3 separate regions of the Mus musculus genome follow, and regions 2 and 3 are each linked to region 1. The links are chromatin contacts, called in public HiChIP or PLAC-seq maps. All regions are on one chromosome and are shown on one strand. Each heading gives the region's core, a stretch centred on a gene start, on an enhancer-like site or on the middle of the called end of the contact. The rest is flanking DNA. Distances are from core to core; before and after follow the strand shown.

Region 1 (3,544 bases), core at 541-3,040:
ACAAGTCTTGGGAGAATGGTGGCTGTTGACCCCAGAGGACCAGAGCTCCAGGACATCTCCTGTAACTGGGTCTCCATTCGCTCCACAGGCCTATGTATAAAAGGCTTGTTCCTCAGACTGGCATCACTAGGAGAGTGGATGGGGATAAGTGAGGTCTGCAGATAATTAGGGAGACTGCGAGCATCTTTCTTTAGCTCCAGGCTGAGGTGCAGTGTCAGTCTCTCATTTGTTCACTCCTTGATAAGCCTTGCCTCCAGCAATGAAGCCGAGACCACGGATTCCACCTTGACAACGTTTCCCTCATAGGCTAATTATCCCGCATATTGGGTCCAGTGAGGAAGGCTGGCTCACAGTACTCTATGAGACATGCCCCGAGCAGATCGGGTACTGCTGGTGAGTCGGATCTTCCTGGAACACAAGGCTGCTAAGCTGTGTCATCTCTAAAATCCTCCAGTGTCTTTGGTCACATTACTGAAAAGTATTGCTCTCTGTGTTTTTAACTTAGACTTTTAAAGTATTTTTAGAAAAAAAATTGCCAAGTACTAACATATCCCTTTCAGGGGAAAAATTAAAAAAAAAAAGTTTTCTGGACAGTATGTTTTTGTTGGGGATGACCTTGTGTAGAAATTACAATGATTAAAAATTTGATTAAAGAATGCTATTTAGAAGGAATTAGGAGCTATTTTCCATAATTAAGAGTGTAAGAGGATTTAATAGAAGTTGAAGTATTTTAGTTCATTTCAGAAGAGCAACACACTCCTCCTGCTCAACAGAGTGAGCAGACACTTCTAGACCTTAAAGGCAATTTGTTTCTTTATTTGAGTTCCGGGTGGTTGGTTGTGTGCATGTAGATGCTGGGAACCAAACCTGGGTCCCCTGTGAGAGCAGCCGGTGCCCTTCACTACTGAGCCACCTCACCAGCCCTAAGAAAACGTTTCAAACCTAAGGCCACGTGGAGATCTTGCTGTCACCAAATCAAAAGCCCCATCTGTATGACTGTGGAGGGCACAGGGCTGCTTGGAGCCGTGAGGAGCTCCGCTTCGGAAGGGGCCTTGCAGGCGTCACTCTGATAGCATGTGATGACATCGCCACTGCACACACTGAAAAAAGGCCTCTTCCTTGCTTTTGATTATTTCTACTCTCCTGCCTGCCACATGAGTTCTAAGCCAATTCTAGATAAAACGCAAAATGAGAGCAGTTCTCTTAAAACAGGGGCTGGGGGGCTAGGTGGGTTCCTTAATAGAAAAGTGACCTTACCAGTCAGACAGATCTGTTGTACCCTAAGAAAATAAGTTACTTTTCTCTTTTCCTACAATATTCTCGTACGTATCAGAGTATACTATCAACCAACCAGGTTTTTAAGCTCTGAATCTACTGTGCTCTATGTGGATAATTCCCTGTATAAATGAGGATTCTTAAATAAACTTTTCAGTGAATATTTAAACATAATCACAGTATTTCTTCAAATCCCATGAGACTCTGGTTATAGTCAAAAAAGGGTGGTTTCTTTTTTCCTCTCGCTCGTTTGCTCATTCATCCACACAGGCCTTTGTTCTGCGAGGACAGACTTGGAGGGACAGGGAGTGTGGCGAGGAGCTGAGGGTTTGGGTCTGCTTCATTTGAGTTTGAGAGCATCTTATAACGCCCCGGAGTGTTATTCTTCTGGTGCATTCTCTTGCTACAGCTCTGCTTTGCAGAGAGGCTGCTGGGCCACAGATGAGTGTCTGCCTCCCCAGGATGCCCCCGAGCTCTCGATTCCATGACGCACTCCCAATCCCATGCCTCTCTGATTCATTTCCTGGGCGTGTTTATGGTGTGAATCACTTGCAGACACAGGACCAGTTTGGAGGGTCTCCTCGTCTCATCCGTTCACTGATTGGAACGGAGCCCACAAAGTCAGCCCTGCCAGGGGCCCAAGCACCAGGCCTGGCTGGCTGCTTGAGAGTCCCTAAATGTGCTGAGTATCACAAAGACTTAATTCTAACCCAAATGGTTAAAACGAAAGGAGGGGGAAGGGCAGAGAGAATGGAATAAAGAGGTCTGAGGAGAATGGTTTATTCAGCTAATGAACTTTTGCATTTGGGTAACGAGGGAGAGTTTTGCTAAAGGATGTTGGGTGTGACTTTCTTCCTCCTCTCATTCACCTTTTTAAACAGGAAGGGAGTAGGGAACTCTGAGTTACATGGACAAGGAAGATGCAAAACTGCATCTTCAACAGGAATAACAAAAACTCCCACTTTGGCTCCTCCTTCCAGCTTTGAGGAATGGAGGTGTCTAGCCAATTGGTTTGGGCAGCCCTGGCTTCATTAAAGAATGGTGAGGACCACAGTCAGCCTGGTTAGCCACTGCCGGCTTCCCAAGGATTTTGCACCATGTCTGCCAACAGTGCTTGGGGCCAGAAGCCTGCCGGGTTAGTTGCTATGTGGAGAGCTGTCTTGAGTGGAGCGTGTGGCAGCATGGATGGCTTGCTGGAAAGAAGGGACAATGATGAGACGCATAACAAAGGCACGTTGGCTTCTTCTAGCTTTGTTCATTCGACATCTCTATCTGCTTGTGGGCATTGCTAAACTTGCTTTACGTCTCAGCGGGACACTTTAAAGCAAAGCAGCATTCACAAGCAACCTTGTGCGAGCACATAAAACATATTCGTCATGAACCGCCTGGTGACAAACCCACATGCTTGTCAGAGACAAGAAGATGATAAGTGTCAGGGCTAGCAAACTGCTTCAGGAGGGGAGTCTGAGTTGCAAGCCACATATAAGTTATTTCTTCAACCTCTTATAGCAGAGCTATGAAACTTTTAAAAACTGCTCAGTGACTTTATAACTTCCCTGTGTGTGATTTATGTTCGTGTAAACTGTAAAACGAAGCCAGCGTTTTATCTTTTCTTTGAGACTTAAATAATGCATTCATGCATCAAGTGGGTAAATCTGATTCTGGTTTCCTCCAGATGCACACATGTGATTTTTATTGCCCAAATACTTAAGGGCCTGCATGGGAAAAGAGGAGGTCTTTTTATTCTCTACCTTTTAAAAGTAAATTCTAAGTATCACTTTGACACTCCGTTAACTAGGTAACTAAGGCCCTTACTATCATGTGGTTTTCTCTAGTCATCTACACTGCACCAAGTGTTGCCCTAGACCCTGGGATATATTGACACACATAAGGAGTACACCAGCTCTCCTGGGTGTTATCTGAGGGTGTGACCTTTATTGGAATTCTAGAGCCTTCTCTGCTTATCTCCCCCCAGGCGCTCCAAGCTCCCTGACTCCCAGCACAGAGCTTCAGTTCCCACTCAATTTTCTGGCCTCTCTTGCAGTTTCTCCTTTACTCAGTACTCTGCCTTTGTTTGCTGTCCCAAAACATTTTCTTCCATTTGAATCCTTTCTGTCCCCGTAGATGCCATATGACACAGAGGGGCAACAGCTGATGGGCAAATTGCCTTTGCTCTGAGAGGCTCACACTGTTAACATGTTGAAATCACATTTAGGGTATGTGCAGATATGTGCATACTGCATACACAAATTTTATTTTTCCTCAACGT
Region 2 (3,544 bases), core at 490-2,989, 250 kb after region 1:
AGCTGTGTTACAAAGGTACCCTGTGCCAAACTAGAGTGAGTCTTCCCAGTGGTACTGGTTTTGAAGGCATGAAGGGGTCATGGAGAATTGAGACTTCACACAATATGGTAGGGCTGGAGTCCCTGAAGAGAGCAGAGGAGAGGCTCCAGCAGAAGACTCCAGCATTTTGGAGATTCCAGTACCAGGGGATGTCCACAAAGAACAGCAGCACCAGCAGAGCAGAGCGAGCCAGAGCTTGGGAAACAGGGTGTGGCAGAGGGTAGAGCTGGAGAGGTGACCTGGCCCTTGGGAGGAGCCCAGGAGATGGGGAGTGAGGCCCAGACGGAGACACTGGGATTTTACACTGTTGGTGTCTGCATTTGCTTTGTTCAGATTGTGACTGCGCCACCATGGTCACTCCTCCCTGGAATAAGAAACTATTTAGCTTACTCTGATCTTACAGGGGCCCATGGTTGAGATTTTACACTTTTAAAGAGAAACTTTTAGAGTCTTACAGAGACTTTTAAAAGAAACTTTGAATTTTTCCATTTTAGAGTCTGAACTTTTAAAGTGTTCAAATTTGTAAAGACGGTGGGACTTTCAAGTGTGTGCTGTGGTTTTTATTTGTGATACTTATTAATGTGTGATATTGCGAGTAAACAAGAAAGAAAACGTGATGTCTTAACAGTAATGTGTTTGTGTGTCAACTTGACAAGGGATCAATCTGGTGAGCTACTATTTGTGGCAACTTGACACAGCTATAGTCATTTGATAGGAGGGAACCTCTGTTGAGAAAATGCCTTCCTAAGATTGGACTGTAGATAAACCTGTATGTAGAGCAATTTCTTAATTGGTGATGGACTGGGGAGGATCCAGTCCATTGTGGCCCCGTGGTCCTGAGTTCTGTAAGAAAGCAGACTGAGCAAGTCATGGAGAGAAACCTGATGAAGAGTGATATGGAGGCGGCGCTGAATCAGACACTGTTTAACTTAGACACATTAAGACACTTTTCAACTTCCATCCAACTCTACGTATAAAAGAAAGAGCTGGGGGCTGGAGAGATGGCTCAGGGGTTAAGAGCACTGTTTACTCTTCTAGAGTCGTGAGTTCAATTCACAGCCACCACATAGTGGTTCATAACCATCTGTAATGAGATTTGATGCCCTCTTCTGGTGTGCATGAAAACAGTGACAGCGTATTCACGTACATTAAATTAATTAACTAATTAATTAAAAGAAAGAGCCATGTGTTATGAAGTAATTACTTTATGCCATAAACTCATATGATGGCTAAGGGCCAGGCAGAGGAATAATTTGGCCTTTTAAATAATCCACTTTTCTTGTTTGTAAAATAATCAACCAGCCCAAGTAACAAGCCTCAAAGACCCGATCAGCAAGACTAATCCACCACATTCATGCCCATGAATTCCCTATGTCTGGATTACTGAAAACTGTTCAAACTTTTTCCCTTTTACTTGTAGAAAAACAAATGAAGTCAGAACAATGTTCAACTGCTGGAACTGTGCCAGGTGTACAGCAGCTTCCTTGGAATATAAGTATTCTATACAGACAAAGGAAAGTATAGTAATTATACTATAGAGACAAAGGAAAGTATAGTAACTATACCATAGAGACAAAGGAAAGCACACGGGTGTTCAGCAGGGTAACTTCAGTTTTAAAGTCAAGAACACAAGGAAGCCTGGCATTGTGATTCACCAGCTAGTTCAAGATAAACCTAGGATAAAACACAGCACTCTACTGCCCTCTTTTGGGTGAAGACTGTAACATACCTACCAACTACATCTTAGGAAGTACTGCTGGTGACTGCTCTCAGGGACACTAGCCCAAAAACCTTCATGCGTGTAACTATGTTTTGTAAAATGAATAAAGCCAATAAATTTTTACATCAAAATTTTTATTTGATTATTGCTGAAAGTACACAGCTGAAAATAAAACAACCCAGCCACGTAAGCTCAGGGTTTGTTGTTGTTTGTTTTTTAATTCTGATTTAAACCTTTAAAGAGTTCCCAGTTTGATTAGCTCTCTAGTCAAACCCAAAAAACTTTTAAAACCAGAAGAAGCCCAACAAGTTGGTTCTTTGTCACCTTAGCCTTCCAGCAATGGTATATGGAGCAGTTGGTGCATGACCGTAATATAAGCGGTATTTGTTCATTATTAAACTGTAGCCATGTTTTCTCTGATTGACAAACACTCCACTTTAAAGACTTGTTCATTCTCAGAGTGGAAGGAAAGATAATCACAGCCCTTGGTCCTCTAATATAGACTAGATCCCCTCTGTGTCAAGAATAAGCCTAGGAGGCAGAGGTTTCAAGAGTTCCACTGCTACCACAAAATCCAGACTCCTGGAGCTGAGACGGCTCGGAAGAAGATTGAGTTGAGTTGTACTGTCATTCCAGCTCCAGGGGACTCCAATGCCGTCAGCCTCCACAGACATATGCATCCACGTGCACACGCCCACAAGGAGATACATACACAAATGAACACAATCCAAAACAATAGAAAGTTATAAAGCTGAGATGGCTCCCTGGATCTGAGCACTTGCTGGGTGGGCATGAGGATCTGGGCTCGAATGCTCACCCACATAGGAGCAGGACAGGCCCACAAATCCCTGTGAGCCCAGGCTGTCCTAGCTCATACAGCTCACACATCCCTGTGAGCCCAGGCTGTCCTAGCTCATACAGCTCAGCAGCCTATGCTTTATGAGACCACAGACAAAGAATATTCTTAGTGCCAGCTATGTCGTTAGCCCTGGGTTTATGCAGTGAACTTTAGTGTAAAACTGGGCTGGTATGCAACTTGAGATCTTGCTGTGGCCTCCAGAGTTGTGAGTTACAGATGTCTACCACCATGCCCAGACTCACCAAACTGAGATCTTATGGCCACTGAAATTCTTCTATTATTAAAATAACAAAACTTAAAACAAGGAGCCAGGTTACATACATTTTTCTTTGCACAACTTTAATGTTCCAATAGAAAATACAACTTTTACTTCTTTAACTCACTGATCCAGTGTGTGTGTGGGGTGTGAGATGTTTTGATTGTAAGCTCACTGACCACACAAGATAAACAAGAACAATATCTGCAGCAAGTTTTGTAAGAATCTGTAAAGAAATCATGCTGGCACTGGCCTGGAAGCTTCATCCCTACTTGCTAGCTCTCACAGTTCTAGAAGGTTCTATTTATATCACTGAAGGAGAAAATGTTCAGCAATCATAACCAGCTGTGGAGGCTGAGAGCTACAGTAAGGACTGGCCCATAAAGGTGTGTCCACTGGACCAAGAGTTGCACAAATATCATGCATCAAATTTCTGACTGGATTTAAAGCCTGTTCTAAAAGATGGAAGCTTGCTTGGCACTGCTAACTGGCTAAACACCTGTGGCTGGCAAGGCCATAGCCCCAGGGGACTATCTAATACTATGACCTGCCCCACTGTGAAGTTCTTATCTTCATACCCATGGGTTACTGCCTCTCTCAATTCTCATCACGGAAGCTTCATTTGGAATAGATGGATATTAATACAGAGATCCACAAGTGATTCGGCCTC
Region 3 (3,544 bases), core at 291-2,790, 140 kb before region 1:
GTCAGCAGTGCTTAGAATTGACATTCCTAACATACACTGGGTTCTACTTTTTAAGAAAGAATTTTTTTGCCGCCCCTTGATATTATAATGCAACTTTAACATCTTTCCTAACTCCTCCCAGTTTATCTTCCTTCTTTATAGGAGATGAGCTGGGTAGCAAGCTTGTTGGGAGAGTTTGACTTGGTTCTAAGCAAATGGTGTATTTTATTCTTCTATGCTCCACACACCCCTTTGCTGAGAATGCAACCCAGGGCCTGTGTATTTTGGTAACAGTGTCTATGTGCCTTTTGTACTGTGAGTCTTACATGCAAATTGCAGGATTTTGATTGCCTTTGGGGAATACACAACAAGTCTTGGCCCTCTCATATGACAGACAGCCCTGGGAATGCTATCTATTCACCTCCCCTAACAGGAAAAGCAGAGGTTCTGGGAAGAAAAGGATCATGCCAGACACATTCTTCACCTTGTTCTCAGGCCCCTGAGTTAGCCTCTATATTTTATGACCTCAAATTATTAATATAATCTGTTACCTGGCAGGAACAATAAAATACAGAGACATGACAGTAGATTAATAAAGATCTGATGAGGAGCAAAAATCTCCTGATCACTCTATGAAATGCTGTTCCCAGGGCAGCAGAAATTATGGTCCAAGTCCCAGGCCTGTGCTTGCTTGTCTGTTTTACTCTTATTAGCCGGGAAGACATTAAAATATGTCACAGTGCTGCTCTGCAGAATGCCTCTGTGCTGATGACTTGCAAACTGGCTCCTCTTAGCTTGTTCTCGAGCAAAATCTATTTTGACCCGTGTAAGTCACTTACCAACCCCGTGGATTCATTCATTGGAGTCAACTAAGAATGTTTTGCTTTTTTGGATAATTCTCATTTATATTTTCTCTCTCTCTCTCTCTCTCTCTGTCTCTCTCTGTCTCTCTCTCTCTCTCCCCCATATTGGCCTATGTCTTTTATGACTCATAATGAGGAATTTTTTTTAAAAATTACTATCACCCCCACTGTGGTCATTACCAGCCTTCACTCATCCTTATGCATAAAATACTTTTTTTTCCTTTACATACCCTCTATTTCCCCTCTGTGTGGAATTTATTCCCCCCTTGGTGTGTGGGGACAAATTAAGTTCATAACAGTCATTAATGATAATGGGAAGAGTATATAAATCTTTGATGCATTGAAAACTGAATGGGGCCCCGGTGGGTCTTTTCCTGTATCTCTCCTTACCAGATTTTGTTTGACAGCACATACAGTAGGTTGTATAAAGTATATTTACTCATATTTTTCTCCTTATTGTAGGTACACACACACACACACACACACACACACAGGTGTAGTACTTCTCTATGTGTGAAGACTGCCCCTTACTGCTTGGTACCCCCGTGAGAAACTGATGTGGCTTATTCTGCTCTCCATGCTTAATACTGAACACAACATTATGCTAATAGTGGGAGCTCGATAAGGTTTTATGAGCACAGGAACGAGAGAGACCGTGAACATTAAAGTGAGTGACGACTCACCCTGTCTGGGCATGATCCTAATGCTAAGATAAATACTGTAAGAGCAAGTGCGTAGATGTGCATCATTATGTGTGGGAACCCTGTAGGGAAATGACAAGAATTCAAAATTTAAAATTAGCGAAGCTTGGCGCTCATCCTAGTAACCACGGACAGAGTTTCTGGGGAATTTCCCTCAAGTCTTTAGCCTCAGTTTTTCCATCTTTGGCAGTGAGTTGATAGCTCTTGTCTCTTAAGGGCTGTCATGAGAAGCCCTGGAAGTGTTTGCTCTTTGACTCACCAAACATCCCCATAGGCCAGTCCTCCTAGGCTAAGTTTGAAGACAGACAAGATCCAACTGCTTTCATCCTGATTTCACAGACTGTGAAAGGGGGAAGGGGGTCTTGTCCAGGTCTATAGTCTACACATACCCCATGAGACTTCATGAACACGAGATCTCCTGTTCTAGGTTGTGGGAGGGCCTGAGATTCCTGAGAGACTGATGTTGCTGGTCCACGGAGCGCAACTTGACTATAAAGGCTCTAAGGAGCAGTTAGCAAGCAACAGTGCAGAGCAGGAAATGCTGTAGAGGGCTTCCCAACGAGGGCTGCAGTGCTGCTCAGTCAGCACATGCTGAGCACCGATACAGCTGGGTCCAATTTTCAGCACTGTAAAGCACAAAGTTTGAGCATAAAAGTAGACTGAGAAAGAAAGCTGGAACTATCCCTGGTGTCGAGGAGGGACAAGCTAGGCTACACTGCCAAGAAATGGGCAATCTGGGTGCTGAAGAGGTGCGGTGATTTTTCAGGCAGAAACCCAGAAAGGTTTTGGTTCTCCTGATGTAGACTGCAGCTAACTGCAGCGAGGGAGTAAGAAAAGCTAAAGAAGAAGAGTGTGATAAGAGAAGAGCCTAGAAAGCTAATTTAGAGTCAGATGAGCAAGAACTGGCCGGGTTTGCAAGGCTAATTCTGGGAATCAGTGTAGAAATTAACTAGTTCAGTAGGAGGGAGAAGGTTCAATAGAAATATTGCACAGTATACAGAAAACTGTTGGGAAATATTCATCACAAGGTAGATTATGCTTGGATACTGAATACTTGCAGGGAGCAAATGCCCTTTGAAAGAGTAAAACTAAGCTGAGGGGCAAGTGTTTAGCTTTCCATAGGTTTTGGAGACACATGGAACAGGGATTGAGTTTGTCATGGTAAATCTTGGTTCTCAGCTCGGTTAGATGAGACATGCCTAGGAGGTCAGGAAAGCACACCGTGTGTGTGTGTGTGTGTGTGTGTGTGTGTGTGTGTGTGTGTGTGTGTGTGTGTGCATCTCCTGAGAGAACTAAAAGCTCTGACCTGAATGTGAACAGCTATGCAACCTCTTAGGCTCAGGGCCCAGGGGAGATGGAAAGGAAGAAAAAAGAAATCTACATGGTGTGAACTATTCTCCTTCACTGCTTCCTGGCCACCGTGATGTGGGCTTTTTTACTCTGTGTGATGATAGACGGAAACCTCAGAAATCATGAGCCAAAATAAATCTTTCCTTTCTGGCATTGTGTCACAGTGTCAAGAAAGGCTAACACATAGCTATATAAATTTCTTCTTTGACTTTCTTCTTATCATTACAGTGAGGGTAATAAATACTGTCATCCTCTTCTGGGCTCTATGGGTACTACACGCATGCAGGACACAGACATACATGTAGGCAAGATCTCTTATGCATGAAATAAAATGAATCTTTTTTTAAAAAAAAGTCTTTTGGAGCTGGAGGGTTGGCCTAATAGTCAGGAGCATTTATTCCTTTTGCAGTACACTGGAGTTCAAGTCCCAGCGCTCACAGTGTGGCTCACAACTATTTGCAACCCTAGTTACAGGGGGTATGATGCCCTCATCTGGCCTTTGTGAGCACTGCATGCATGTGGTGAACATACAGACAGACAGACAACATTCATATACATAAAATAAACCTTAGGAATCTTTAACACTTATATAGGTGCCCACTGTTATCCTGACAAGAATATTGTACTATGCACAATACCTAAATTAATATC

The links. HiChIP or PLAC-seq counts read pairs in DNA pulled down with a chosen protein or histone mark.
Region 2: an H3K27ac HiChIP or PLAC-seq map of heart atrium shows a contact between it and region 1, with 4 times the contacts expected there. The contact joins two enhancer-like sites. A contact is called at or near these places in 2 of 15 datasets of contacts at CTCF or cohesin (large pre-B cells and pro-B cells), 3 of 484 Hi-C or Micro-C datasets (cerebellar granule neurons and liver) and 2 of 115 datasets of contacts at active chromatin or transcription factors (embryonic fibroblasts and heart atrium).
Region 3: a contact with region 1 is called in an H3K27ac HiChIP or PLAC-seq map of embryonic fibroblasts, with 19 read pairs. The contact joins two enhancer-like sites. A contact is called at or near these places in 6 of 484 Hi-C or Micro-C datasets (the C2C12 cell line, adipose-derived mesenchymal stem cells, cranial neural crest and 3 more) and 3 of 115 datasets of contacts at active chromatin or transcription factors (embryonic basal ganglia, embryonic fibroblasts and stem cell-derived neural progenitor cells).

Annotation. Positions count from the first base shown.
Region 1 is chr3:53,200,036-53,203,579 of GRCm38.p6, forward strand. All of the region lies in intron 2 of Lhfp (lipoma HMGIC fusion partner), which reads left to right. Among named protein-coding and RNA genes, the nearest start is that of C130075A20Rik, 110 kb to the left of the region's middle. Within about 2 kb of position 1,791, at least 90 of the 459 cell types and tissues checked have an H3K27ac peak or open chromatin away from gene starts, as enhancers often do. A contact at or near this core is called in the C2C12 cell line, adipose-derived mesenchymal stem cells, embryonic fibroblasts and 2 more, where this site is marked.
Region 2 is chr3:53,446,707-53,450,250 of GRCm38.p6, forward strand. No RefSeq gene overlaps it. Among named protein-coding and RNA genes, the nearest start is that of Gm16206, 4.1 kb to the right of the region's middle. Within about 2 kb of position 1,740, at least 8 of the 459 cell types and tissues checked have an H3K27ac peak or open chromatin away from gene starts, as enhancers often do. A contact at or near this core is called in heart atrium, where this site is marked.
Region 3 is chr3:53,064,066-53,067,609 of GRCm38.p6, forward strand. All of the region lies in intron 2 of Lhfp (lipoma HMGIC fusion partner), which reads left to right. Among named protein-coding and RNA genes, the nearest start is that of Lhfp, 24 kb to the left of the region's middle. Within about 2 kb of position 1,541, at least 64 of the 459 cell types and tissues checked have an H3K27ac peak or open chromatin away from gene starts, as enhancers often do. A contact at or near this core is called in the C2C12 cell line, adipose-derived mesenchymal stem cells, embryonic fibroblasts and 1 more, where this site is marked.